Linked DNA regions of Mus musculus: all the other regions are linked to region 1. The links are chromatin contacts, called in public HiChIP or PLAC-seq and promoter capture Hi-C maps. All regions are on one chromosome and are shown on one strand. Each heading gives the region's core, a stretch centred on a gene start, on an enhancer-like site or on the middle of the called end of the contact. The rest is flanking DNA. Distances are from core to core; before and after follow the strand shown.

Region 1 (3,532 bases), core at 233-2,732:
AGAAGATTTTTGTGTGGTGAGATTCCAACAGAGGAGTTAAGAGTGACCCCCTCCAAAGGTGAAGTCAGTGAATTCTGGAGGAGCCTGCCTTCTGGTTCTTATGTTCCAGCGACTAGCTGGAACTGAGGGGACTTCAAACCTGGAATCAAACAAAACCTGAAGGAATCAAGCCAGAAAGGCTATCAGGATTCATTGATCTTTTGGACTAATATGTGGTGGTCTCTGGCTCTCTTCGTCATAGGACAATGTGAGGTTCCAAGGTGATTAGCAATAAAATTCTTTAGAAAACCACGTCTTTGCATTTCCTTCTGGGGCTATTGAGAGAAGAGAGAAGGATAAGAGTGTAAGACATTGTTGTACACTCTCTGGAATGTACTGGGGGCCATGTCAATCTCAGGGAGGTTGCTTCTCCCAGCAATCTTGAAATAAGAAGCCTTGGTTCATAGGAATGTTTGAAACGGCGGGTACTTTGATTATCCTATAGAAAGGAGTGGAGAGAAGGAGAATCAGTCTAGGGAGAATCAGTCTTCAGAGAGGAGATTAGAGGATAACCAAGACTAAGTTAAACTTAGTCAAAAACTCTACACTTAAGATTTTGGATGCTCAGGAGCCTGCATCCTGAAAACCCTTACACACCTCTTTCCCCCTCTCCAGTGACTCTCATTCCCTCACACTGAGCCTTCTATTCATCCCTGTCACCCCCACCTGTTCTCACCACCCCCCTCCCCCAAGCATTCCGTAAACCCGCTAGACGCGTGCAACAACTAAGTATAATCAAGATAACCTATGTGTCAGTGACGTCGGAAGTTTCCTTCAAGAGAGGTCCTTTCAACTAAACATTAGGGGCTAGCTTGCACTTCAAGAGATGTGAGTCAGAGAGTTGATACTAGTCCAAGGCCTATGGGAAAGGTAAGGGAGATTCCATCAAGAATCAAGGCCAAAGCCGGGCGGTGGTGGCACATGCCTTTAATCCCTGATTTCTGAGTTTGAGGCCAGCCTGGTCTACAAAGTGAGTTCCAAGACAGCCAGGGCTACACAGAAAAATCCTGTCTCGAAAAACCAAAAAAAAAAAAAAAGAAGATTCAAGGCCGAAATCTTGTGGGAGACACCCTGTAAAAGCGAATCCCTGAACAATTCTTTGATGAACAAAACATGTCAGGGTGCTGGTGTCTGGGGAGGAGGCCACCTCTCTCCAATAACTTTAGCTGACATGTTATGATGGGTCCACAACCCAAGACAGGCCGTGGCTGGCACAAGTGACCGTTCTAGAGTGTGGCTGCAGGGACGAACGCATTGCCAACCAGGTACTGTGATCTCAGTAACGGGCTAATTCGCAATAGCCTTAGCTTCAGTTTCAGCTTCATGCTTGGACTTTGATAAAAGGTCCTTATTTGAGGTGTGACTTGGGCAAGCCGATCAAAGCAAGGAAGCTGTGAGCAAGCGGCGGGGCGGGGCACCCGCGGGGCGCACGCGCAGATGCCCTTAGAACCGGAAGCAGCCTTGGGTCGGGCATGGCGGCGGCTGCGGAGGGCGTCCCGGCGACGCGACGGGAGGAGCAGCCACCTCGAGGTACTACCCTGTGTGGATGGAGATGCGGCGGCTGATGGTGGGGAGGCTAGGTCCGGATGCAGGAGCCGGTGGACCTGTCTACCGCAGTCAGGGCACTGAGACGAAAGCCTAGCTCCTGAGCATGGGAACGGAGTTGGCGTTTCAGGTGGGCGGGTGCGAGGAGAAGGGACGGGATGGTGGCAGGAGGAGAACGAAGGCGGCGGGAGCCCAAGTCGGGAGGGACTTAGGAACCGTCCGCTTTGGCTGGATTAGGTCTGGGGATAGGACGTTTACTCCTCACCTCCCACCCACACCTTGCCAGATGATGCTGCGGTGGAGACAGCCGAGGAAGCAAAGGAGCCTGCCGAAGCTGACATCAATGAGCTCTGCCGGGACATGTTCTCCAAAATGGCCACATATTTGACTGGGGAACTGACAGGTGATACGCAACCCCTTCTGGCTGATCCCAGCTGTGTATTTGCATTTGACTTCACGGAAATCTGAATGGTGCTTTAGCAGCCTCTGGTCAGTCCATGGTTGAATGGGAGGAAAGGAGCCGCTCTCCCCCTTGTCTTTCCCCAGGGAAGCACACCAACCACTTTTGAAACACAAATCTGCAGGCCTCTTGTCATAAAGGCCAACAACAAGAATTCCACACTGTTAGTCCAGAAGTGCCCCGCCGGGGGAGAAGTATATTTTAAGCAGAGTTGTGAAGGAAATGGAAGGGGGGGGGTACGTGAAACAGTCCAGTTAGTAAAAGAGCTGGAGTAAGCAAGCATTTGATGAAACCTGAAGGTTAGTCTGAAGATTTGCTGACCCACCCGTGGGACACGGTTAGATTTTAGTTCAGTGTCCCTGCGTCTGCATCTGTGTCTGTGTCTGAGGCAGAGTCAGAAAGCAGAGGCTGGACCTTCTGGGGTGACATAAGAACTTATACTGTTTCACTGCTCTGTGAAAAAATTACTCTCTCTCTCTCTCTCTCTCTCTCTCTGTGTGTGTGTGTGTGTGTGGCTTAGAACGACTTTCGAGAGTTGGTCCTCTTCTTAGACCACGTAGGTCACGAGGACCACGCTCTGATCTTCAGGCTTGGTAGCAAGGGCCCTCTCACAGGCCCCACCCCAGGAAATTTTTCTGTGAGCCCAATTTGTGAACCAGGATCTATGAGGAAAGGTTTAGTAGAGAAGTTGGGGGGTTGTAAGTCGCAGATTTTCTCTGCCTGATCGTTCACTTATTTTTGAGCAAGAGAGACCAAGTAACAAAAATCCAGATATATGGGTTCTCCCCACAAATTCTGAAGTCTATCGTAACTTACTTAGTAGGGCTCTACTTGACCAGGGTTTTGCAGCCTTTTAAGAAGACTGGATAATCTGGTTTGTGTCACCACTGGCTGGTCCTTTAGTGTGATCTTGTGGCCTTTGCTGGTTAGCACTGTTCTTGTTCTCTTGTTTTTTTTTCCATTTGCTGTAGTTTAGAGATGGAGTTGTCTGACCCAGTGCCTCAGAACTAGTAGGGAGTGCTGGGCTGAGAGGGCGCACACTCCTCCGCACACTCCTCCGAAGAGGGAATGATGGTTTCCTTGTGTGTTTATTATATAAACACTTGTGTTACTCCACCCATACACATTCCTCTGCTGGCTTCCAAGTGTGTGGCCCTTGTTTTAGAGAGATTATGACTTGATGGCCTCGAGAACAACTGTGGAAGAGAGAAGAGGAACAGTTGTCCAGAAAGTATCGGGAATCTGAGGCAGAGTGAAGATAAGAAGAATGGAGAGTTTGGGCGTGAGCACAATGCAGATGTAGACTTTATCCGGTACTGAGCAGGCTAAGGTACTTGTTCGTGTGGGTAGGACCAACAACCAAAATAGGGAAGCTGACAAGAGGAACCGTGTTTCTGTGGGAAACGCAGCTCTGGCTCAGCTGTTTGTAGCCGTTACTGGAACACCCAAGTGGTAGTGCAGAACTGAGACTGATCGTTGCAGAGGAGC
Region 2 (3,649 bases), core at 829-3,328, 380 kb before region 1:
CTGCCAGTGTCTTCTCAACCCTGCGTTTAGATCCCAGGGCCACGAAGGTTACACTTGGCATCAGTCTCCTCACCAGGGCAGTGCCCCAGTCTCCTCAGGATGTGGAGACCAGGGCAGTGCCGGTGGCACTCTCCTTGTGGTGTGTTTTTCAGTATTTCATGCAACCACTCAGAGTTCCCTTCAGCTCCCTGTACAGCTCAGATGCAAAGAGATGATCCAGGTGGACACAGGCGATGTGTAAGGTGCCCTGATTTGCAAGCTGCTCGGATAGAAAAGCCAACTGTCGGTTTCAGAGACCCCACAGGGCACCCCGTCCAGTGCCCAGAGTCTGTGAAGCCAGAAACCTGACATGGTGTTCATATAGGTTATTTATGATTTACCCAGTTCCAGGCCAGGTGCAATAACCAATCATTACAGGAAGTACCACCTCTAAACTGCCAACGTTTACTCTCACTGGGTTACTAAGGTAAACTAAGTTAGGAAGTCAACTGAAGGTACAGTTCTCATGTCAATATGGCAAAGGGTTGTGATAATACTGTCCACAGCCCAGCAAAAACCAGTGAGGAAGAAAGGTAAAAGGTGGGATCACCGTTTCGAGGGTACTTTGATGGTCCATGGGGCTGTATGTGAGGGTATACTGGTACGGGTATCCATCACGGTAAGGGAGAATGGTCATTTACATTCATTTGATGGAAATGTTTCTGTATTTGTGGTTCTTTAGGTGACCTTAGAGCAGGATTCCAGGCCGAAGTTCCTTGGGCTGTTAGGTTACAGCAGAGAGGAACTTCAGAAGAAGGTGAGTATAACCCTACAGAACCCCGCAGAACCCACAGAACCCCACAGAACCCTAAAAAACCCCGCAGAACCCCACAGAACCCCACAGAACCCTACAGAACCCTGCAGAACCCCACTAGGGCCTCTGCCCCGGGACACCTAGCCTCAATCCATCACCAATGTGTGTTTTACCTCCTGGAATTAGGCCTTTCTCTGGAAAAGTGGGTGAAGGATCTTGGAGAGTTTGGGGTGGGTGAATGGGGCGCATCAGACACTTGTGGGGGCCTGGCTGGCACTCACAAGGGTCTCCACACAGGTGGACACTTGCCTGAAGAGTGACTCAAAATCACAGGAAAGCCCTCAGCTTGAGGCGGTTGACCTCAAAAGTGACAGAGCACACAGCCCTTGCGCCCAGGTATGGTTGGAGTCCGGGGAGCCTGACTCCTGGGAGCACAGGAGACATGCCTTCTAGGGAACAGTCTCCATGCTGGTCCTTTCGCTTGTTCTCAGTAAGCTTCCCGGGAAGGCTTTGCTCACTTGGAGCCAGAGTAGAACACAGAACCCACAGGATGCTTCCCAAATGGACCTGTGCATTCTTTCTGTTTTATATACTAGGACACAAATGGTAGCGCTCTTGCCTAGAGCATGCTGTCTGTGTTCTGGCTTCAGTTCCTACACAGTCACACCTGCCCCTCTGTGTACAGGCCTCCAAACACACTGCCAAGGAAGCCTCTGAGTCCTCAGCCTTCTTTGATGAGCTGATACCTCAGAACATGACTCCCTGGGAGATCCCCACCACAGAAGGTACCTTGGTCCTGGGAGAGAGGAGATCACTGCACAGGAGCAGATGGGCCCAGAGTTTTTGGTCTTAAGAGTCGCTTATTCTCCCTTGCCTCCCCCCACCTAAAATGTCAAATACTGGTGGGTCTTTTCCAGCTAGTGGGTGCTGTGCTCAGTCTAGTGACTGGGCCCTTCTCTGGATGGCCTTCTGCCAAGGGCTTTTTTCTGTTCCTTAGTTTTCTTGTTAAAAAACAAAACGGTGACCTTGCCCGCGTCCTGTTTGTGATCCTGCACACAAGGTCCTCCCTGATTTGAATCCTGTTTTAGAAAGTTTCAGTTGGACCAGGGCATCCTTGGGACACTACATTTTGTTGCCCAGAAGTGAAACTTGGGGGTTTTGTGGAACCAGGCTGCCTAAGTTAGAGACAGTTTGCTTCCAACATGTGCCTCCCATACACCGCAGAGGAAGCCTTCACTTCTCAGCCGTCTTTGAAGAGCTGGAGCCAGAGGGGGAAGCTCTGTGTTCTTGGGCAGGAAGTGAGTATGTGAGGGCCAGTGAGTGAGGAGGTGATGTGCTGTCTGCAGACACTGATGGACTCCTGAGCCAGGCTCTGCTGCTCGGGGAACTGCGGTCTGCTGTGGAGCTGTGTTTGAAGGAGGAACGCTTTGCTGATGCCATCATCCTGGCTCAGGCTGGGGATGCAGAGCTGCTCAAGTGGACACAAGAACGCTACCTAGCCAAGAGGAGAACCAAAACCTCCTCGGTACTGCCCGTCACCCAGGAGAAGAAGGGAGGGGATGGCTTGGACCTGGGCAGGTAGAGGCCCGTCCCTTGGGACTGGTGTGTGAAATCTACCTGTCTCTCTACTCTAACGACCTCTACTTCATTGCTAGCCATGCTGAGCATTCTAACATGAGAGGCTCTGTTGGAACATCCCTGCTGACTGTGCTGGACAGAAGGCTGAGGGTCTCTCCCTTTCCGCCCAGTACAGCTTCTAGCCTGTGTTGTAAAGAAGAATTGGAAGGACCTAGTATGTGCCTGTAGGCTGAAGAACTGGAGAGAGGCGCTGGCCTTGCTACTGACGTATTCAGGGCCAGAGAAGTTCCCTGAGCTCTGTGGTAGGTGTGACTCCAGCATGTGCCAACATATTTATGCAAAGTGGAGGCAGAGGGTGGGCTCTGGAAGAAAGGGCTCAGCCAGGAGAGGGACTGTAGCTTCTTGTTTCTTGGAGGCATCGCATAAGTTCTGTCTTATTTCTCTGTCACATGGCAAATTCTTTGACTGTTTCAATAGAGTAAGTTTAGCTTAAAAGATTTATCTTTTATTTTTATTTACGTATTATGAGTATTTTGCCTGCATATATATATATAAGCGAATGTACCATGTGCATGTCTGGGTCCCATTGAAGGAGGAATTAGACAGAATCATTGGAACTGAAGTTATAGTTAGGTGTGAGCTGCTGAGTGGGTTCTGGGAATCGAACCCAGGTCCTCTGTAAGAATGGGATGTGCTCTTTATCATGTGGCCATCTCTCTCCCCTGAGTTGTCTTAAAGCCAGTGAAGACACTTGTCTGAGAGATCACAGTCTTCCACTTGTTTCCAAATGTGCAGGAGGAGTAGCGTAGGGAAGCTGTGCTGGTAAACATGTCTGCATCTCTCCACAGACATGCTGGGAACTCGAATGGAGCAGGAGGGAGGCAGGGCACTCACCTCTGAAGCCAGACTCTGCTACGTGTGCTCAGGGAGTGTGGAGCGGCTGGTAGAGAGCTGGGCAAAATTCCAGCAAGCCTCGAGCCCCATGGCTCTGCAGGTACCTCTCCTCTCCAGAGTTCTGGCCACTAGTGGTAGGGTTGTTCAGATCAGAGAGGTGGGACATCTAGGTTAGCTAGAACCAAGTTTTAGGGAAGAGCAGAGGGCCCTCCGTGCCTAATGTCAGGAAGAAACCACCTTACTCCCTCAGGATGCCTAGGTTGGCTATGAGCCTTCAGAAAATGTTGCCATTCAAAGACTCAGCACACAAGTCAATCCAGTATTTGAGAATTTCAGTGAAACATTCTATGGACCTCAACTGTATCAGGTGTTCTGTGGGTAATC
Region 3 (3,687 bases), core at 1,170-3,669, 270 kb after region 1:
AGTGGATATCAGTGGAGCGGGAAGGTCTCTGGGGATTTGTTAAAAATCAGATTCCTGAGTCCCATCCAGCTTTGCTGAGTCAGATTCTCAGGGGGTTACCAAGGAAACTGCAGGCTTGCAGACAGTATTCTTTTATATTATTAAATAACGGGGTTTGGATTTTCTTGGTTTTGTTTGTTTGTTTGTTTGTTTCTTTCTTTGTTGTCTTGAGTAGCCAAGGGCCTGTCTGGGGGGGGGGGGGGGAAGCATTTTGGAAGTTTGGAGACAAATGTGTCATTACCATTACAGAAGTTGGAAGAAAAAAATGGCTAGGATACAGTTTTCTCACTTTTAATATAAATAAAATCTGACTCTCCTAGTGTGGCTGCCTGCTTTTGGTCGATGAGTAATAGATCTTTGATTCCCAGGAGAGAAAGTTTCCGGGGGAGGGCTAAAGACTTGAAGAAGAAAGGCCCCCACCCTGCCTGCTCCACCTGTGAGCCCAGGCAAGGGTGCAGTTAAAGTGGCCCTGGATTCAAGGCATAGCATTTGGACTTAATCTTTTTAGGATATTCCTAGAGCTGGTGTTTCTGCAGAATCTTGGACAAGCCAGTCAGTCTCCCCAGTCTTAGGTTTTTAATTTGTGAAGTAGGAATGTTAACTATCACAAACCCTAAAGCTTTGGCATATTACGTGAGTTCGGGGATATACTTTGTAAGTTAGCTCCCATGTGGTTGGAATTGGTAAGTGTTCTCTTGGGAGTTTTAGAGTCTGGTGTTAGTGAGTTTCTCTTGTCAGTTTGCCACTAACAAGATCTAAGCTACTTGGGAATAAGAAGAACCTGTCACTTTGAATCTGGGTGCTGTCAGCCTATGCCTTTGAAAAGGATCTCTGTGAGTTCGAGGCCAGCCTGGTACGCAAATCCGAGTTCCAGCACAACCAAGGCCACACAGAAAAACCTCAAAAAAAACCCAAAAACCAAACAACAACAAGCCAAAAACAAAAAACTAAACCAAAAGCCTAGACAAGTACCACAAAGTCTGGCCACAAAGAGAATTTAAAACAAGCAATTTAGTTTAAAGGATTTTCTTGCAAGGCTGGCGGTAAGAAAGCACCTGTCTATCCTGGGCCAGTCCCTGGGCTCCGTTCCCAGCACAGCAATAAACAGGCTGTGTGTACGGTGCAGCTGATTTCTGAACGAAACCTTAGACTGTGGTGGATGAGAAGGATGTGTGAAATGTTGCCACGCGTCGTGACATAAAGTTCAAGCAAGATACTAGCTATTGTTGGCTGTTGTTTTTAAATGTATTGAATAATACAATTTATAGAAAGATTGTCGTGGTACCAGGAACTCCCTGTGCACTCATGGTTGGTCGGCTGGTTTTCCCAGGCAGGGTTTCTCTGTGTAGCTCTAATTGCCCTGGAACTCACTCTGTAGAGTGGCCTCCAACTCAGAGATTCACCTGTATCTGCCTCCTGAGCGAGTGCTGGAGTTAAAGGTGTGTGCCCTCACTGCCTGGCTTCCCCGTGCGCTGTTAAGTTTAACATCTTCATCCTTTCTCTCTCTAGTTTTTTCTAAGAGTTTATTGCGTGCATTATGTGCCTGGTAGGGGTAAAACTCAGGGCCTGGCACAAGCAAACTATCAGCAGTAAGAGTGGGTATTTATTGTGAGACCAGAAAGGGGCCGCTCCTGCAGGAGATTTTACCTTGATCTAGTCACTTATCTAATCTACAGCCGCTCTCCAGCCCTGCCCAACGCTGGGTTTAGAACTTTTCTTCTTCGACACAGCAGGGACTGGCCAGTCATAGTTGAACACTGTCCTCGGAATTCCTTTTCCCATGACAGTGACCTTTTGAAGAATATACATTCTCAATTTGAGTTTGATGTTTCCTCAAGACTCATTTCAGAACCAACATTTGTGACTGGGATACTGCAGAAGGGGTGTGTGATGTTTCCAGGCCTATTTGGAAGCCATATTTGCCCCTTACTGGTGACCCTGATTTTGATTCCTGGGTCAAGGTATCCTTTCTCAGCTGTGTAGGCATGTTTTGTTGTTGTTTGTTTTGTTTTTGGAATGAACATGTAATGTATAATAATGTAAAACTATGCAAATATCCTGATCACCTCAATACCACCATTATTACCAGCATCATCAACTGATGAGTTGGGTATGTTTGTTTGTTTGTTTGGTTGGTTGGTTAGTTTTGGCCTGAAATTCTCTGGCTGGGGTCAGAGGCAGGCATACCACACCTATCCTCTACTGGTAATTTGCTTGAAAAGATGCTCTTAAAAAAAAAAAATCTTGTCATTTTTCTGGATCTTGCAGTTTGACTTCCACTCAGAGAGAGACTTCTTCCCTGTCATGTGTGCTAAGGGTGTGGGCTCCCAGTTCCTGTTTGATTCACTGGATTATAATGCATTGGAGCTGACTTAATTTTGATACTGAAGTTGTCCTGGTTGGGCAGGCTGCCCTTCCCTGGCTGCCTTGTCTTTGTTAAGATCTCCCTCTCCCCCTCCCCCTGTGCCTCTGCCAGGACCTCCTTGCTTGGCAATGCAAGATGTCTCCCGCCCCCATTTGTAAACACTGACATTCCTAACTTCTTAGGATTAGGGGCAGCAGAAAAGATTTTTGGAGAATCCAGTCTGCTGAAAAGCCAGCCGCATGTACTGTTTCTGTGGCTTTGAATTGTGCCCAGACAGCATACTGTATTGACTTAGCAAATTTGTCAATTTTTAAATCAGTCTTAGAATGTGAAGGAAACTCGGCGGAGACCACTCCACAGCCATCTTCTGTTTGTTTTTATTTCAGTTTCTTAAATGACCAAACGTTTTCTCATTTCTTTATGCGCCTTCTCCTATGCATCCAAGTACCAGGAGCTGTAAGTGCTAATGAGAAGAATTGTTTTTCTTCTTCAGGAAACATCCCGTTATGGCTAGCCCTGGGTAGACTGGAACTTGCTCTCTAGACCGGGCTGTCCTTCAGGCTCCCAGAGATCTCCCTCCCCCCAAGTTGGCACTGTTATGTGTTCCTCATAATATTTCTTTTTTTTTAAATATTAAGTTGTTCTGCCTGTAATAATTTTCTCATATTGCTTAAAACATTTTATCACATTTATTTATGTGCTTTGTGTGTGCATGTGTGTGGCAAGCATGTGCCACAGTAGCAAGCATGTAGAGTTCTGAAGACAACATAAGGGAGTCAGGTCTCTCCCTTCTACCCTGTGGATCCCAAGGAAGAAACTCCGGGCCTCAGGCTTAGCAGCAAGTGGGTTTACCTGTCGAGCCATCTCACTGCCCCAGATTAATATTCCTAACGTGCTGTATCAATGTCCTCACTCCCCAGCTTGGTAGCTTTGCTGCAGAGCCTATAGAGCAGGTTTTATATCTGATTAAATAAAATCAGTTCTCGATAAGGCTGGTCTTCCTTTCGACTTTACAGACAGCTAGCAGGCCGCGCATTGTTAGGTGGTCAAGCTTCTCTCGAGGACAAGATGAAAAGGATCCTGCATACTTGGGAGGATATCCCTGTGGAGAGAGTTTGCAGAGTGTTTACAGTGTTTACAGTGGACGCTTGATCTCCTGGCTGTCCTCTGTAGGGAAAGCCCCGGCCCACCTAGAACACTGCTTCCTGGTTCAAAGTGCTGGAGAGCCCTCCTTTCACACAGCTGCTGACCGTCCTCCTTCCCCTTCCAGACATGACGCTCCT
Region 4 (3,791 bases), core at 52-2,551, 420 kb before region 1:
CAAACAGGTAAACACTTTAATCTCAGCACTCAAGGCAGAGGCAAGAGGATCTTATCGAGTTTGAGGCAAGCCTAGTCTATATGGCAAGTTCCAGCCAGTCCAGTTAAGAGCTCCAGAGTGAGTCCCTGCCCCGCCCCCCCCAAAACAATAGCAACTAAATACAAACACCTGCACACATAAAACACAATCTTTTTTTTTTTTTCAAGAAATCAAAAGATCTTAAGTAAAAATCTTCCATTTTGAGCTTGAAATTTTCGAACCCTGGGACAGCCCTCCCAAACAGAACCGCACAATGATTTAACTGGACATATGCTATCAGGCTAGTATAAGTTCCACATAGGCACGGTCAAAGCCTTTCTTTCGTCTGACTGACCCTGCAAAACAACTGTCACTCTAACTACCAAAGACAGGAAATTGGACTCACAGTTCAAGGCTAATGCTGCCCTCATCCACTAAGCTAAAAAGAACCATCAAGAACTCAAAGCGCAGAGCAGAATATTCACTCGTGGAACCCAGAGGCTTGGAGGTGCCAATCTCTTCTTACCCAACTCCACCACACCTTCAAACAAGTACAGGAAAGCGGATGCCCTGGTTCTACTGACGGGGCAACTTACCGCTCTTCTCCCCCGCGCTGCTGTATAGCTTGTAGTTTCTCAACGAACTCATGAAATTTAATTTCCTCCCTGTTGGACCTTGGCTTAAAGTTCTGGAAATTGCCCATCTTCTTCTCATCATAGTATAAGAACTTATGGGTGCTGGCACTGTACACAGAGAAATCTCCGTTGCCAATATTCTCTTGCAGGTATTCGAGGTCCCACTTCAGTGCAGGATACACAAGGTTTGTGTCGGTCAGCACCACTGGCTCCTAAGCAAAAACATCAAAAAAAAAAATCAATGAAGTAATTCCAAGGCGCTAATATGTTCTTCTCGACGATATCTGTACTTGTCAAATTCACAACAGTGTCTCCTGTCACTCTCTCCTGACGTAGCATCTCCCTTTCCCGCCTCTCAAGCCTCTGTCCACAATCTGATCAGTGTGCCACCTCTCCGCTAACCGGGTCCCTTCCTCCACCCCCTTCAGCAGCAGCCCCGCCCCCCACCTCATTTTCGATGAGCTCTTCCGCCCGAGGGTCACTCTGGCTCAGACGTGGGATGGGCCTGGTCGGAAAGCTGTAACTTCGTAGCTGGGACTCATCCCAGGCGGGACCCGGAGCTTCGGCTTCTTCCCGGGCCTCTCCAGAGCCAGAGGCCGCAACCTCGGCTGCCGTCGCCGCCATCTCTACTCTAGGGACGGCCCCGCCGGAAGTGAAAGCTCCGCCCTTTCCGGAAGCAACAACAACGAACACCATAGAGATGGACTGCAAGAGAAACCGATCGAGACCTTTTAAGTAGGTGGGCGCCTAGGTTGAAGGAGCGCTCCCTAGCGGTGACCTGCAGGACTACAGTCTAGGCTCCATAAGGCCGACTCGCTTAGTTCCTTAGAAAAGGGACAAACAAGCCCACGAAATATTGCTGCCTCCCTATGTTCAAGCCTACAGAGGCAAAGACGGAGGCAAGTGTAATTAAGCTTTAAGCTTTACTCTCTCGGGTGGGGAGAGAAGCCAACGCTTAGATCCACTTAAGAAATCACTAGAAAAATCAGTTAGCACATAGACCTTGGGTAAAGCTGTCCTGAAGGCTTAGACAGATGATTAAGGACAAACTGAATTCATTCAGAATCTAGAGAAGATCAAGGGCTTATAGTTCCAATTACTCCAGACGCTGAAGCAGGAAGACCACTTGAATCCAAGAGTTCAGAGCCAGTCTGAATAACACAGCAAACCACCATCCCTTTAAAAAAAAAAAAAAGTAATATAAAATCCATTTTTGTTCAGTATTATTTGATTTTTCTGCATATAGCACTATCTCACCTACTTAAATCTAATCTTGCAATGAGACCAATGTTATGCAACCACAGATATTCACATTTTCCAACAATACATACTGGTTATAAGAGAAGGTATTAATTGTTTTGTTTGCTTACTAGACTATTCTTTTTTTTTAAAAGATTTATTTAATATTATACATAAGTACACTGTAGCTGACTTCAGATGCACCAGAAGACAGCGTCAGATCTCACTATGGGTGGTTGCTGGGATTTGAACTCAGGAACTTTGGAAGAGCAGTCAGTGCTCTTACCCGCTGAGCAGTCTCGCCAGCCCTTACTGGACCATTCTAATGAATACCTACAGGAGGCCAAGATTGTCATCCCATGGTGTACATATCCTATTTAAGTCTCTCCCCTTAAAATGACAGTAGGAACTGCATCTATGACAGGGTGGTGTCCCTGTAGTTAGGTAACATTATATGGCAAATATGTAGTCAAAGTCCCTAACCAGTCAAATTTGAGGTCATCAAAATGGAGACTTATCTTGAGTAGGGCAGACATTATCTCTCTAGCCCTTTAAATCTGGAAACATTAGTTAGAGACAAAAGGCTTGGGGATTTGAATCCATAATACATGCTCTCTGGTTTGCCTTGAATATATATGTATATTCATATACACACACACATATATATGCATATATTTCAGAAAATGACAAGTGAATTCTTTACAAGCTGAGAAAGACTATTGGCTAATAGCCAACAAAAATATGGGAAGTGTAGCCCTATAAATTCAAGTAATTGAATTTGACCAATAACTGCTATGCTTATAAAAGGATTCAGAGCCTCAGATGTCATGGCATAGGCCTTGGTTTCACACTGGTGAGACCCTGAGCTGTGGACCTGACTAACCAGAACCAATACTCATGACAAATGTGAGATATTAAGTAGGTGTTGTTTGGGCTGCTAATTTTATGACTTGTTTAAAGAACACTAAAACAAAATTTAACTGAATATGCAGCAATAGAAATTAATACTTCTGTCTTAGTTATATACTTAAGCTACATAGTCACTATGATATAACAAGTTGATAACAGGGTTATCTCCATGAAGGGGTTTGGCAGCAGTCAAGATTTTATCTGCAATGTTGATTTTTTTTTTTAATTTATAGCCTTGAAAATTAAAAATAAACCAGACCTAGAAATTCATATTATTAAAATCAGGAATGAATGCAGGAACATAACACTGACTTTACAAATATAAAAAGCAATATATAAGATACTATCAGCAAGTGAACATTAAAAATAGAGACTCTAGATGAAATCGAGGAATTCCTGTAAAAAACACCAACTATAATAACTAATTCAAGAAAAATCTAATTGGACCCATATCAAAACTACATTAGGGATTTTTTATTAATCCCATAAAGAAAAGCCCAAAACAATGTGGATCATTGATGAGTCCTACCAAACACTTAGAACAGAATTACTAACAATCCTTCAGACACAGAGGAGGAGGGAAGACTTCCCCATTCATCCTATGAGGCCAGCATTACCCAGATATCAAGATGAGAAAGCGAGAAAATATCCCTTATGAACAGACATACAAAAGTCCCTAGCGAAACAAATCTAGCACCATACAAAAAAGTTTACATACTATAACTAAATGGGATTTATTTTTGGAATGCCTACAGCCTGGGCTGTCCTGGAACTTGCTCTGTAGACCAAGCTGTCCAGGGTACCTCCTGCTTCTGCCTCCTGAGCGCTGTGATTAAGGGCATGAGCCACCACTGCCCAGCTTTAGAGTAGTCTTTTGACAGGCTTTTGTAAGACCCCCTTTCGGGACCCCCCCACTCTAGTCTCAGGAGTGAGAGAGCACCCAAAGAAACATGAGAATCCATCTTGCTGTAATCACATGAGGCAGTTTAA
Region 5 (3,950 bases), core at 1,162-3,661, 400 kb before region 1:
CCGAAGAAAGACCATGACCGTAACAACTCAGGAACAGTTCATTGGGGGTGTGCTTACAGTTTTAAAAGCTTGGTCCATTATCAGCATGGTGGCAAGCATTGTAGGCATGATGATGGAGATGTAGTTGAGAGCTGCATCCTGATCTGGGTTGTGAGTGGGTAGGGAGGACGGATGGATAAGAGTCTGACTGGGCCTGCCATGGGCTTTTGATCTTAAACCCCACCCCCATTGACATACATCCTCCAACACGAACATGCTTCCTTACCTTCTAACCCTTTCAAAGAGTCCCACTCCCTGGTGACCAAGCATTCAGGTATACGAGCCTTTGGGAGCCATTCTTATTCAGACCATCACATCATTCAACTTAGATATGGGCTCCATTAGTGGATTATCTGGGCAGTTAAAAAGTGCAAAATTAGGGAGTGGAACTGAAAACGTTACTTTTTGAAGAATTCTTAGATTTATTGCGGGCTGCTGAGATGGCTCAGTTGGTAAAGATATGTGGTGAACACCTGATATCAATCTTTAGGCCCTACATGGTTGGAGGAGAAAATCCATTACTTCAAGGTGTCCTCTGACCTTTGCACATGTGCTATATATAGTGTGTGTGCATCCACACTTGCACACAGAATAAATGTCATTTTAAGAAGTTTTTTTTACAAAGATATACTCTTTAATCATCTCATTCTTAAATATTTATTTATTTATATGAATGTATATGGCTGTGTGCCACCAGGAAATGATGTTGGATATTCTGGGACTGGAGTTAGGCAGTTAGAAGCTGCAATGTGGGTGCTGGGACTTGAACCTTAGGACTTTAGTGCGATTTCTTTTGTGATGCTCCATCAGTGTGGTTGGTACTTCTGCTTTATTCCCTAATTTGGGAGTACTTTCCAAGGTTCAGCTGTGTGTGTGTGTGTGTGTGTGTGTGTGTGTGTGAGAGAGAGAGAGAGAGAGAGAGAGAGAGGAAGAGAGAGAATCTCCTGTAGCCCTGGGTGCCCTTGAACTTGCTGGGTAGCTTGGGTACCTGAAGATGACCTTGAACTTTTGACCCTCCACCCTGAAGCCACCACGACTACTGGTTTCTCTAGTGCTGGGAAATAAAACCAGGGTTTCAAGCCTTAGGGCAAGCAAGCACTCTCAGCCAATCCACACCTCTAGTTCCTAAGGCTCAGACCTTGTTCACTCCCCAACTCCACCCCCATCACCGGCTCACCTGTGATAGGACACTTAAAAAAAAAAAAAAGTTAAATGTTTAGTTGTAGCAAGAATGGTCCTGGCACAGATGGTGCCACACATGGGTGTCTATCTGGTTTCAGAACTGCCCATCAGATAATGGGCACCCCAGTTTCAGAGGTGACCCGGGTAGAACTCACCATGCATCAAGTGGCACTTTTGAACCAACTTGGGCATCTTCACCTGCCACAATTACCTCCACAGTTATCTCAACTTGAAAAGCATCTGTGATATCTTCACATTCTCTTTTCCTCTGCCTCAAGGTTTTAACTCTGTTATCAGCGACACCGGGTCTCCCTTGCTCTTGGGCCCCGGCTGTCTTGAATCCTTTCCTTTCTCAGTCAGGAGAGCCAGGGCAGCTCTCCTTCAGTCACCAGTATTAATCCTGACTTTCTTCACCGGTCCCTGGGCTGCTCTATTCCTCTTGTAATTGGGTCCCTGCCTTCCTCTCTTTTTTCTCCAAAGGGATCCATACTGCCAGATACAAAATACAATTGCCACTAGTGCCTCTGACCCAATAATTTTCAGTAATTCCCTGTTAACCGCAGAATTAATTGGTATTCCACAATTTATCTATCAGTACTTGTTCTTGATCAGTCTCTTTGACTTACTGTATGGGAAATGCCAGCATGCCCATTAGCTGCTTTGGCCCCCCTTTTTGCTGAAATATCACCTAGTGTTCTTTCAGCTCCAAGGAGTAATGCCCATGTCATGTGCCTGAAATCTTCCATGAAGTGCCTGGTTCACAGTTGTCTCTTTTTCCACACACAGCCGTTAATCAGTTTGTGGACACCCTCTACTAGTAGGCTCCAGTGTGCACCACTACTATTTACAACCTCGATTGCTTTTTAGCTAAATAGATCACACTGAGAGCTCATGGGCTTCCCTCACTTTAATAACTACATAATAAATTGAATTAGTGTTTTCCCTTTCTATACACAGGAGCCTGACTCAAATAGAATAGACTAGCATGTACTGGTGTGGGGGCTAGAACTGTGCAATCCCAGGGCAAGTGAGGCAGGCCCTGCTGGGAAACCTCTGCGCTATCGCTCTCGGTGCAGATTAGTGTTGAGGAGCTCAGCTAGGCGAGCAGAGGGAGTGGGTCGCCAGCTGTGGCCAGGGCAAATTGACTTTTGGCCCTCGGCAGCCGCCGTCCGCAGCGCGGTGCGCCCTTGGTTGGGACAGGACCGGCCCAGGCGGTCGCCTGTGACCCCTGACCTGGGCGCTCGGAACAGGTGGGTTTCCCCTGCGGGTCTGGGGTCCCGGAGCACCGCTCCTCCCACGGGAGGACGCCGGGGAGCTCGCCTTGACCACACCCGGGCTGCCACGCCTCTGGAGCACCAGTACGAATCCCCCCAGCTGGACCCGGTCCCGCTCCCCTTGCCACACAGTGTCCCCAACCCCGCCGAGGTCCAGCAGCGCTGCGCGCGCCTCCGACTGCCCCCCAAGCCTTGACTTGACCGGGCCCTCAGCCTGCACACTGTCGCGGTGCCCTGGCCAGTGGTAACTGACCGTCAAGCGCCTTGTATGGCAGTCAGCAGGCGAGAAGCCGTGTTGACCTTCTCCCTAAGGACTGGACTGCCAAGGGTCGTCCTCCCTGATAGTGGTTCCCCGACCCTATCAGCCCGCCACTGCTCTGGCTGTTCTGATCCTAACGAGGGTTTTTCTTATAAAATGATGCCTCAGAGCAAAGTGGATGAAAAGAGCATTTCTCAGCCGGGCGTGGTGGCGCACGCCTTTAATCCCAGCACTCGGGAGGCAGAAGCAGACGGATTTCTGAGTTCGAGGCCAGCCTGGTCTACAAAGTGAGTTCCAGGACAGCCAGGGCTATAAAGAGAAACCCTGTCTCGAAAAAAACCAAAAAAAAAAAAAAAAAAAAAAAGCATTTCTCCCGTCCTTCTGTCAATGGTTTAAGCACGTCATGAAAGCTTTGCTTAAATTAATATAATGGTTAAAAGCACGGGGTTTACATTGCGGCTTAGCCGGCTGTTTTCTATGTAAAACAAAGTAACAATTTATAGAAATTTCTAGTTGTGCCTGGCAAATGCGCTGTTGCTGGTCGCTGCGCTTCTGTACAGGATGGTTCTGACCAGCAGGTGGCACTGGTGACGAAATAGTGTAGTTCGCTGGTCACTGATAAAGCGGAGCTTCAGGAGTTTAGAAGCTCCCAGAAACAAGCTTAACTGACAGCCCCAAGCTTTTTTCAAGCTGGAAAGTACAATAGAGATTAAGTACTATTATCGCCTGCTTTTATAGGTGAGGCTGACCTGACTGGGTTGCTCAAGCAGGTCACAAATAGTTCTAAGTGTCCTTCTTTACCTTTCAGCCCTTTCGCTGGCCCGTGAGGATGAGACCTTGAGTATACATTAGAAGTGGAAATCACAGAGTTAAAATGAATGCGGTGTGGGGGCTTCACACTTGCCAAGTAGAGACAGGACGATCATTCTCAGTTACCTAGCAAGTTTGAGGCCAGTCTGGGCTACGGGAGACCATGCGCCCCCTCCCGCAAAAGGAAAGGGTCTGAAAAGATGGCTCTGTTGGTAAGAGCACCCGCTGGGTTCCCGGGGCGCTCACATTGTAGCTCACAGCCATCTGTAGCTCCAGTTCCAGGGGCTCCAACACTCTCTTCTGGCCTCTGAAGGCATTAGGTACCCGTGTGGTACACAGACATACATGCAGGCAACACACACACATATCTATGAATGTTATAATTT
Region 6 (3,979 bases), core at 1,461-3,960, 330 kb before region 1:
GCTGTTTGAGACAGGGCCTCTCTTTTTAGTTCTAAATGTCCTGACTCGTGGTTCAGGTTGGCCTCGAACACACAGAAATTCCCCACCTCTGCCTCCTGAGTGTTGAGATTAAAGGTCTGCACCACCAGGTAGGCTTTTGTAAGAACCATCTTTAGCAATGTTTTCTGAATGGTATGTGTTTGTCCATCATCGGAGGCCTGGGAGAACATTCTTAGAAATGACAGCTCTAATCAAAGCAATGCCATTATGGTGTTGGGCAGTCTTGATGAAGCTGTGCTTTTGCTTTTGACATCAGCAATGGCTCCCCCTTTTGGTCGTTTCCTTGAAATCACTCCATGCTTATTGGAAATAATGCCAAAAAGATGTGTTAGGGCATATCCAAAAGAAGCTTGTGTGCCAGGCTGTCATGTCACTGAAAGTGTGTCTTTGCTGTGTTGGGCATCAAATCCAGAGCCTTGTGCAAGCGAAGCAAACACTCTACCACAGAGCTATCTGGTGCTCCCTCCCCTGTGTACACCAGGTACACATACGGTGCCTATATATACATCCATGCAGGCAAAGCACTCACACACAAAATAAAAAGGAATCTTTAAAAAGAAAAACACTATTAAGTTACTGTGTGTGTGTGTGCACCTACAACGCTTGCATGATTTTATGTGCACTCTGTAATTCTGGAGCTACAGATAGTTGTGAGTGTGGGTGCTGGGAACAGAATCCAGGTCCTCTGGAAGAACAGAAAGTGCCTTTAATTATTGAGCCACATGTCTAACTCCTTGAGACACAGTCTTGCCATGTAGCCAGGGCTGGCCTCGTATCACTGTGTAGGACAAATTGTTCTTGAACTTTTTACTTCTCCTGCCTCAGGCTCCTGAAGGTTGAGGTAACAGGCCTGTGCCACCACGACCAGCTTCAGTGAAGATGTTTATGAATGAAGGGACGTCATGATCAAAAGCATTTATGGACGAGGTTAACTTGCATTGGCGCGGTCTTGGGATCGATTCCTGCCATGCCTCGCTCCTTGACCCAGGATAAAATAAAGATTGGAGTAAGAGTGAGACAGGAAAATCACCGAGAAAACTCTTGCACTGCACAGATCAGAAATAATAAGGATCTAGATTAGAATGGTGTAGCTGGAACTGCACAGGGAGTAATGGGTCGGCCCACAGAATGCCGTGGAACCAATGAGTGTTAGTCAGAGGGATGGAAGTATTCAAGGATGGATGCCAGAGATGCTGAGTCTGAATGCCAGGCGCCATCACAAGGAAGTAAGATGCGGAAAGAGAGCCGACTCAAGGATAAAAGAAGTAGGATAGATTGTTTCACAACTACACAGATATATAGCACTTAAAATGGCTAAGGTGATACAAAGGACATTGTGTTTTTTTATGAAGAAAAGAAAGACGCAGAAGTTGAGGAATTGTGTGGTAACATTGGGCTGTTCTGTTAGCAACTGCAGGCTGGAGGGAAGAAGGCCATAGTTGTGAGTTTTCCCGTATATTACAGGAACAAGTGCAGACCATTTGGCTTAAGTCCTGCTATGGAAAAGTGCCTAGTGACCCTGTGCGCTTGTCCAAGAGCCTTGAGTCTCCAGAGGTCGGACACTTCTTGGCTTTCTTTTCTTCATGGGATGTTGGTGCTGAGGCCAAGCAGCTGTCTTCAGAACAGGGCATAAAACCCCATGCGCATTGTGGGTTCACGGGAGTGGAGGGCATTGAAGAGAGCAGCATTGAAGAGATAGCAGTAAGGCTGTTCTCACTGCTGGGAAGAGCTGACACTTGCTAGACACCATGGGCAGCCTGGGTGCTCAGTAGAGACCAGGATCACATTTAAGGCTTACAGCAGCCTCGGAGGCAGGCAGGTGACTGTCTCCGTTTGCTGTCAGGAACAGGAAACATTAGGAGACATTTTAAATCATCCCACAGCGAGGAAAATGTTAATTCAGGACACAAACCCAGATCTGACTGATGCTGAGGACAGCCAGGTCCTGTCCTGTTTCCCTCCCTAGGACGCTCTCAGTACACTGAAGAAAGGGGACACTGCAGCTTGGTTCTTGGAATCCATGACAAGGTGGGTCACAGGGCCACTCACTAAATGGGCTTCAGGAAACTGAGCAGGCTGCCCTGGGCATGCAGATCCCTAGAGCATACAGCAGAATTCTGTTCATTGTTACTGAACTAAGAAAAGGGAGTTCACGGAGTCCCACAAGGGCCAAGCCCCTTAAGATTGCCTCTGCTCTCTTATTTCTTTGTAAACCACACAACAACAACATCTGGTGAGATCTGAGGGAATGGTGACCGAATGTCTCCCCACATTTAGGAGTCAGACTTTCCTGGGAAGCAATCTGGAAGTCTGTAAGAGATTTCCCTTGGCGATTGTGTTGGAAGCCAGGTTTGGGAACTTTTGGAAGCATCCCAAGAAAGGGGTGTTGAGAGTTGGGGTGGCTTTCCTCATGGAAAGGACCAGATGAGGAGGATTCTAAGGAAAGCCAGTGGACATAAATAGCCTGCCAGCTTCTTTCTGTGATCTCCCCCTTTTCCTACCTCCCTGTTTATGCCTTTTTATGCCTGGTTCCTGCAGTCATGAAGTTTTCCTGCCCCTTGCAGGGAGGACAGTAACACTCGGAACAGCAGCGCCGCACAGTGGAAAGGAACAAACACTACAGCGCCAAGCACGTCGCAGGATGGCACTTTAGTAGATCCAGAGGCTGCAGGTGCCCACGTGTCCTGCAGGGGGCAGCACGTCCCTACATGTCTACGTAGGGACTGTCTGGAGGTCATGGGTGCCTGAGGAGAACTCCATGGAAAGGACATGGGGTTGGAGATCTGTGTCTGAAACCTCAGTCATCCACGTTGTGAAACTAGAATAAACTGGAAGAGACTAAGTGCTGAGGCGGGAGCTAGCCTTGTCTTGAAGTTGAACTTAATTGACTGTCATGGTTGGTGTTCTGGGTGGCTTTCTAAATACAAGTCTGACAGACACTTCTTCGAGAGAATTCTTTTTTAATATGTACATGGGTCAGACATTACTTGACACATTAGGCTTCTCTTTTAGTGATATTTCAACACTGTGACAGGTAGGTTTGTGTTGGTAGGACAGTGTTGGGTCACAATAGTACTGGTTTTGTTGTTTTGTTGTTGTTGAGGGTATTTGTCTAAGGCTTATTATTGCCTTTATTGATTTGTATGTGTGTGAAGACACATTTGCTTATGAGTACCAAGTGCATGCATGTGCCCACAGAAGCCAGAATGCTCACATACCCTGGGACTAGAGTTACAGTTGTAGCTGCTTATGAGTGTGGGAACGGAACACCATTCGTCTTCAAGAGCAGTAATACACTTAACCATTGGGCCATCTCTCCAGCTCCAGTAAGGTTTCTCTCCTCTCCCCCTCTCCCTCCTTAATGTAGCTCTGGCGGTCCCAGGGACTTACTATGTAGACCAGGCTAGCCTTGAACTCTGAGACACACCTACCTCTGCTGGAATTAAAGGCAAGCACCACCACATCTGGTTTAATTACACATGTTTTAATTGGTCCCCACCTGGTAAAATTCTTTCCTCTCCCATTTTACATTTCTGATGGTTGCTCCTGGACACACTCTTATCAATGGCACGATTAGTGACTCAGCGAAATCAATACACCCAGAATGACTATATAATAGAGAATATATAAATGTCTACTCAACTACTTGGTTGGGTTTTTTTTAATTAATTAAAGACACTTCAATGCTGCATAGTATTTGTATATCTTTATACAGCACAACTGGTAATTTATGGCAGTTCAATGCATACAATGTATAATAATCAATCGGGATAGTAAACATTTCCTTCTCTTCAAACATGAGTTATCCTTTAAAGTTATTATTAAATTACTTTATTTACTCTGTGAGTGTGTGTGTGGGCAGTGTAATAGGCATGGCACATACGTAGAGATCAGAGGATAATGTGGGAGTTGGTTCTCTCCTTCCATTGTGTGTGACCTG
Region 7 (3,475 bases), core at 726-3,225, 440 kb after region 1:
ACAAAAAAAAAAAACAAAAAAAAAACAGATATTGGCAAAGACATAGACCATTAAGAAGAAAGTGCAGGGCTGGTGAGATGGCTCAGGGGGTAAGAGCACCCGACTGCTCTTCCAAAGGTCCGAAGTTCAAATCCCAGCAACCACATGGTGGCTCACAACCACCTGTAACAGAGATCTGATGCCCTCTTCTGGTGCGTCAAGACAGCTACAGTGTACTTACATATAATAAATAAACAAATCTTTAAAAAAAAAAAAAAAAAAAAAAAAAGAAGAAAGTGCAAACTTGAGGATTAAATTTTAAAAATCAAATTTCTTCTCTTTGGTGGACTGCAACTAGAAGACATATAAAAACACCTCCTTTAAAAATGATTTTCTTTGATTGTGTGTATGTGTGTATGTGTGTAGTGTGTGTGTGTGTGTGTGTCTGTCTATCTGTCAGTGTGTATGTTTACCAGACATCAAAATGGGATATCTTCCTCAATCACCCTCCACCTTATATTTTAAAGGCAGGTCCCTCACCAATTCAGCTTGGTTGGCTACTCAGCAAGCTCCAGTCATTCCCCTGTCTCTGCCTCCCCAACTCTGGGATTACAGGTGTGTGTTGCCACACCTGGCTTTTTATGTGAGTGCTGAGGGATCTAACTCAGGTCCGCACGCTTGTGTGGCAAGTCCTTTACCAACTGAGCCATCTCCCCAGGCCCAAGGTCACCTTCTTTCAAAAACTGGGGCTAACTGGGCACAGTGGTGCATGCCTGTAATCTCAGAGAAGTAGCGGAGACAGGAGGATTGCCAGCCAGCAAGTTCTTGGGCTACACAGTGAGACCCTGTCTCAAAGACAGAAAAGAAGTGGTAGCAAATTATTACTTTGGGTGTGTCTGGGCCACATGAGAATATCAATACAGTGGTGTATTAAGGAAGAAAGAGAACTGCACAGTAATTGCAATAAAAGGAAAACCCAAAACAACAGTACCTCAGCCTGATCACTCCTTGAGTTAAGGTCTCCCCACACCTTAAAGTAATAACTTGTTTCACACTTAAATGTAAACTATCCATAACTCCTAGGGCTGTTTGTTCCAAAAGTGCAACTAGCTAATCAAAGGTCCGTTTGGAATCATTAAATACTAAGCAGGGTGCTCAGTACTGTTAAATCCAGATATGTGTGACCTCTAGATGCAGCCATGTGAAACAGATCACTCGTGCAGAATGTGCAAAAAGACCATGCAAGCTGGGCAGTGGTGGCGCACGCCTTTACTCCCAGCACTTGGGAGGTAGAGGGAGGCGGATTTCTGAGTTTGAGGCCAGCCTGGTCTACAGAGTGAGTTCCAGGACAGCCAGGGCTATACAGAGAAACCCTGTCTCAAAAAAAACAAAACAAACAAACAAAAAAAAGACCATGCAGCTGAACCAAGCCAATCCTTGAGGTGCACAGAGAAATCCCAAACACCTGCTGAGGAGCCCCAGCTCCGCCCCGCCCAGCCCCGCCCTGCCCCACCCCGCCCAGCCCCGCCCAGCCCCGCCCTGCCCCACCCCGCCCAGCCCCCCCGCTCAGTACCTTCCTGTTTCCCAGAGATCACTTCGGCCTGAGACTGTGAAAAGAGGAAGTCAAACTCCAACGGCAAATCTTTCACTAAATCTGCCAAGATAGCCAACTGTTGCCTGAGGAAGAGAAAAAAAGAAAAAGAAAAAAAAAAAATCCCCAAGTTAATTATTAACCACCTTTTCACCTGCCACCAAGGTGGCCCCTGAGGCTAGGGTAGAAAGAGTGCTTGAGCCCAGCAGCGGAGGGCTAGCCTGGGGAACATAGTGAGTCCCCATCTCTTAAGCAAAATGAAAACCTCTTCTCACAAACGCCTTCCGTTTAGTCTTGTTATGATGCCGCTCCATCTACCGCGTGCCCTTGTCTAACTCTGCGCCCTTTTGGTTCCTAGTTTGTCTTCAGAGGTTCAAACTGCATGCAAAGAGCAGGCTCCTATACAAAAGGCAACGCCCTTTAAATACTGCCTAGCTCAGCGTTGAGCGAGGAGCACATGGCTTCATACCTCTGGGAGAGGATGAGTAAGTCAGGAAATCACAGATCCACGGTCCATAAAATACAACTACATTATTCCTAACCACTGTGATAGCAAGACGTCAATTACAGAACACAAACTCGCCCTCAGAGCTTACACAATACAGACAATGCCTCGTGACTACACAGTCTATAATGGGAGTCCCACAGGCTTTGACATAATCTTTTATGTAAGCTAACGATTAACTTTTTAATCTCCTTTTCCACGTTTCAAGGGTTGACTTTTTTCTGTATAAAAACCTTATCATTTGAAAAACCCAGATGAGGTTCAAAACCCAAAGTTCGTAAGAATTTTCATTTCAAGGGTGTGACATTTGAAACTTAGTACCTATGTAGTACTTTTGTTTCTTCTGAGATTTTAAATGCTTCCCTGGGATTATTAGACAAAGTAAAAATAAATAAAGCAAAGGATAATAATGTGAGTCCAAGGAAAATGTTAGTTAAAAATGAGACCAGCAGTCATCTCAGATTTGTACTGGGTGTGTGTGCGAGTGTGTGTGTGTGTGCGAGTGTGTGTGTGTGTGTGTGTGTGTAAGCCAGGAGTTGGCACTGGTGTCTTTCTCAACTAGTCTCTTCCTTTCCAAAAACATTAGATTTACTCATTTTATGCGTGGTTTGCCTACTCGTATATATGTACCACATGCAAGCTTGGGCCTGTAGAAGTCAGAAGAGGACATCAGATCCCCTGGGGCTAAAGTTACAGATGTCTGTGAACCACTATGTGTGTGTCAGGAATAGAACCCAGGTCTTAAACAAGAACAACAAGTGCTCCTAACCAGTGAGCCACCTCTCCAGCCCTCTACACTAGCCTGGGTCTTTTCAGTGAACCTGGAACCTTCTGGTTTGGTTAGACTGGCTGCGGAACAGAGCAGAGCCCTGGGTTACAGAGAAGACTCTCTGTCCCGGCTTCTTTCCAAGCACTTTTATATTGAAATGTCCTACAGTTAAGAAAAAAAAAGAGTCTCACCAACATGACTTCCAAACCATGAACTGAGCAGGGGTAATACCAATGAGCATGCCAAAGCGGACAGGGAAAAGGCCACAGGTCTCAGCCCAACACAAAGGGGTACAGGCAACCAAGGGAAATGGAGAGCAGGAAAGGTGGTCTTCCGCAGGGAAGAGAACACCAGTTGGCTGTCCGATGCCAAATGGTCAGCCGAAATAATACTATTTATTTATGTACATAGATATTCCTAAAAATTACTCACTCAGTGTGTATAGTATTATTAAACATTATTATTATTAAACATATAATAACAGTGAAGGAGAAAAGAGGCCATGTATCTGAAGGAGAATAAGGAGATAGATATGGGTTTGGAAAAAAGAAAGGGAAGGGAGAAATGTTGTAATATTATAATCTCAAAATTTTTAAAGATATAACACTGTAAATAACTTTGTGCAATTGTT

What was found. Promoter capture Hi-C pulls out the DNA fragments that hold promoters and counts their contacts. HiChIP or PLAC-seq counts read pairs in DNA pulled down with a chosen protein or histone mark.
Region 2: a contact with region 1 is called in an H3K27ac HiChIP or PLAC-seq map of T-cell acute lymphoblastic leukemia, with 8 times the contacts expected there. The contact joins the enhancer-like site here to the promoter of Bloc1s2 in region 1. A contact is called at or near these places in 2 of 39 promoter capture datasets (cranial neural crest and embryonic stem cells), 12 of 484 Hi-C or Micro-C datasets (the G1E-ER4 cell line, the N1E-115 cell line, adipose-derived mesenchymal stem cells and 5 more), 3 of 115 datasets of contacts at active chromatin or transcription factors (T-cell acute lymphoblastic leukemia, embryonic forebrain and forebrain) and 1 of 9 other capture datasets (embryonic stem cells).
Region 3: a FOXA1 HiChIP or PLAC-seq map of pancreatic cancer cells shows a contact between it and region 1. The contact joins the enhancer-like site here to the promoter of Bloc1s2 in region 1. A contact is called at or near these places in 3 of 39 promoter capture datasets (the 3T3-L1 cell line, cranial neural crest and hippocampal neurons), 1 of 115 datasets of contacts at active chromatin or transcription factors (pancreatic cancer cells) and 2 of 9 other capture datasets (adipose tissue and macrophages).
Region 4: a contact with region 1 is called in a promoter capture Hi-C map of embryonic stem cells, with 4 times the contacts expected there. The contact joins the promoter of Hif1an here to the promoter of Bloc1s2 in region 1. A contact is called at or near these places in 13 of 39 promoter capture datasets (the C10 cell line, the HPC-7 cell line, cranial neural crest and 9 more), 1 of 15 datasets of contacts at CTCF or cohesin (the NIH/3T3 cell line), 6 of 484 Hi-C or Micro-C datasets (CD4 T cells, CD8 T cells, double positive thymocytes and 3 more), 25 of 115 datasets of contacts at active chromatin or transcription factors (the 230-238 cell line, the NIH/3T3 cell line, the SCID.adh cell line and 17 more) and 4 of 9 other capture datasets (adipose tissue, embryonic stem cells, liver and 1 more).
Region 5: a promoter capture Hi-C map of the SN4741 cell line shows a contact between it and region 1, with 4 times the contacts expected there. The contact joins the promoter of Sec31b here to the promoter of Bloc1s2 in region 1. A contact is called at or near these places in 24 of 39 promoter capture datasets (the 3T3-L1 cell line, 3T3-L1-derived adipocytes, the C10 cell line and 16 more), 1 of 15 datasets of contacts at CTCF or cohesin (the NIH/3T3 cell line), 23 of 484 Hi-C or Micro-C datasets (the C3H10T1/2 cell line, CD4 T cells, CD8 T cells and 16 more), 17 of 115 datasets of contacts at active chromatin or transcription factors (the 230-238 cell line, the NIH/3T3 cell line, the SCID.adh cell line and 11 more) and 3 of 9 other capture datasets (adipose tissue, liver and pancreatic islet).
Region 6: a promoter capture Hi-C map of the 3T3-L1 cell line shows a contact between it and region 1, with 4 times the contacts expected there. The contact joins the enhancer-like site here to the promoter of Bloc1s2 in region 1. A contact is called at or near these places in 14 of 39 promoter capture datasets (the 3T3-L1 cell line, the C10 cell line, the SN4741 cell line and 8 more), 2 of 15 datasets of contacts at CTCF or cohesin (the NIH/3T3 cell line and large pre-B cells), 3 of 484 Hi-C or Micro-C datasets (3T3-L1-derived adipocytes, nephron progenitors and pre-B cells), 2 of 115 datasets of contacts at active chromatin or transcription factors (embryonic stem cells and pancreatic cancer cells) and 1 of 9 other capture datasets (embryonic stem cells).
Region 7: an HNF4G HiChIP or PLAC-seq map of pancreatic cancer cells shows a contact between it and region 1. The contact joins the enhancer-like site here to the promoter of Bloc1s2 in region 1. A contact is called at or near these places in 2 of 39 promoter capture datasets (the 3T3-L1 cell line and hippocampal neurons), 3 of 115 datasets of contacts at active chromatin or transcription factors (bone marrow-derived macrophages, embryonic midbrain and pancreatic cancer cells) and 1 of 9 other capture datasets (embryonic stem cells).

The regions. Positions count from the first base shown.
Region 1 is chr19:44,144,396-44,147,927 of GRCm38.p6, reverse strand. Bloc1s2 (biogenesis of lysosomal organelles complex-1, subunit 2) reads left to right here and starts at 1,482. Exons shown (of 5, transcript NM_028607.1): 1 at 1,482-1,569; 2 at 1,871-1,987. The coding sequence starts at 1,512. It overlaps Pkd2l1 (polycystic kidney disease 2-like 1), which reads left to right. Exons shown (of 15, transcript NM_181422.3): 15 at 1-291.
Region 2 is chr19:44,524,145-44,527,793 of GRCm38.p6, reverse strand. It overlaps Sec31b (Sec31 homolog B (S. cerevisiae)), which reads left to right. Exons shown (of 26, transcript NM_001033343.1): 12 at 722-796; 13 at 1,091-1,189; 14 at 1,479-1,578; 15 at 2,140-2,318; 16 at 2,547-2,673; 17 at 3,220-3,365. Among named protein-coding and RNA genes, the nearest start is that of Sec31b, 20 kb to the left of the region's middle. Within about 2 kb of position 2,078, at least 21 of the 459 cell types and tissues checked have an H3K27ac peak or open chromatin away from gene starts, as enhancers often do. A contact at or near this core is called in T-cell acute lymphoblastic leukemia, where this site is marked.
Region 3 is chr19:43,875,008-43,878,694 of GRCm38.p6, reverse strand. It overlaps Dnmbp (dynamin binding protein), which reads left to right. Exons shown (of 16, transcript NM_028029.4): 5 at 3,675-3,687. Among named protein-coding and RNA genes, the nearest start is that of Gm24400, 20 kb to the right of the region's middle. Within about 2 kb of position 2,419, at least 42 of the 459 cell types and tissues checked have an H3K27ac peak or open chromatin away from gene starts, as enhancers often do. A contact at or near this core is called in pancreatic cancer cells, where this site is marked.
Region 4 is chr19:44,560,364-44,564,154 of GRCm38.p6, reverse strand. It overlaps Hif1an (hypoxia-inducible factor 1, alpha subunit inhibitor), which reads right to left and starts at 1,301. Exons shown (of 8, transcript NM_176958.3): 1 at 1,101-1,301; 2 at 615-865. The coding sequence starts at 1,277.
Region 5 is chr19:44,544,309-44,548,258 of GRCm38.p6, reverse strand. Sec31b (Sec31 homolog B (S. cerevisiae)) reads left to right here and starts at 2,411. Exons shown (of 26, transcript NM_001033343.1): 1 at 2,411-2,471.
Region 6 is chr19:44,473,067-44,477,045 of GRCm38.p6, reverse strand. No RefSeq gene overlaps it. Among named protein-coding and RNA genes, the nearest start is that of Wnt8b, 18 kb to the left of the region's middle. Within about 2 kb of position 2,710, at least 25 of the 459 cell types and tissues checked have an H3K27ac peak or open chromatin away from gene starts, as enhancers often do. A contact at or near this core is called in 3T3-L1-derived adipocytes, where this site is marked.
Region 7 is chr19:43,709,916-43,713,390 of GRCm38.p6, reverse strand. It overlaps Entpd7 (ectonucleoside triphosphate diphosphohydrolase 7), which reads right to left. Exons shown (of 13, transcript NM_053103.5): 6 at 1,553-1,656. Among named protein-coding and RNA genes, the nearest start is that of Entpd7, 22 kb to the right of the region's middle. Within about 2 kb of position 1,975, at least 125 of the 459 cell types and tissues checked have an H3K27ac peak or open chromatin away from gene starts, as enhancers often do. A contact at or near this core is called in bone marrow-derived macrophages and pancreatic cancer cells, where this site is marked.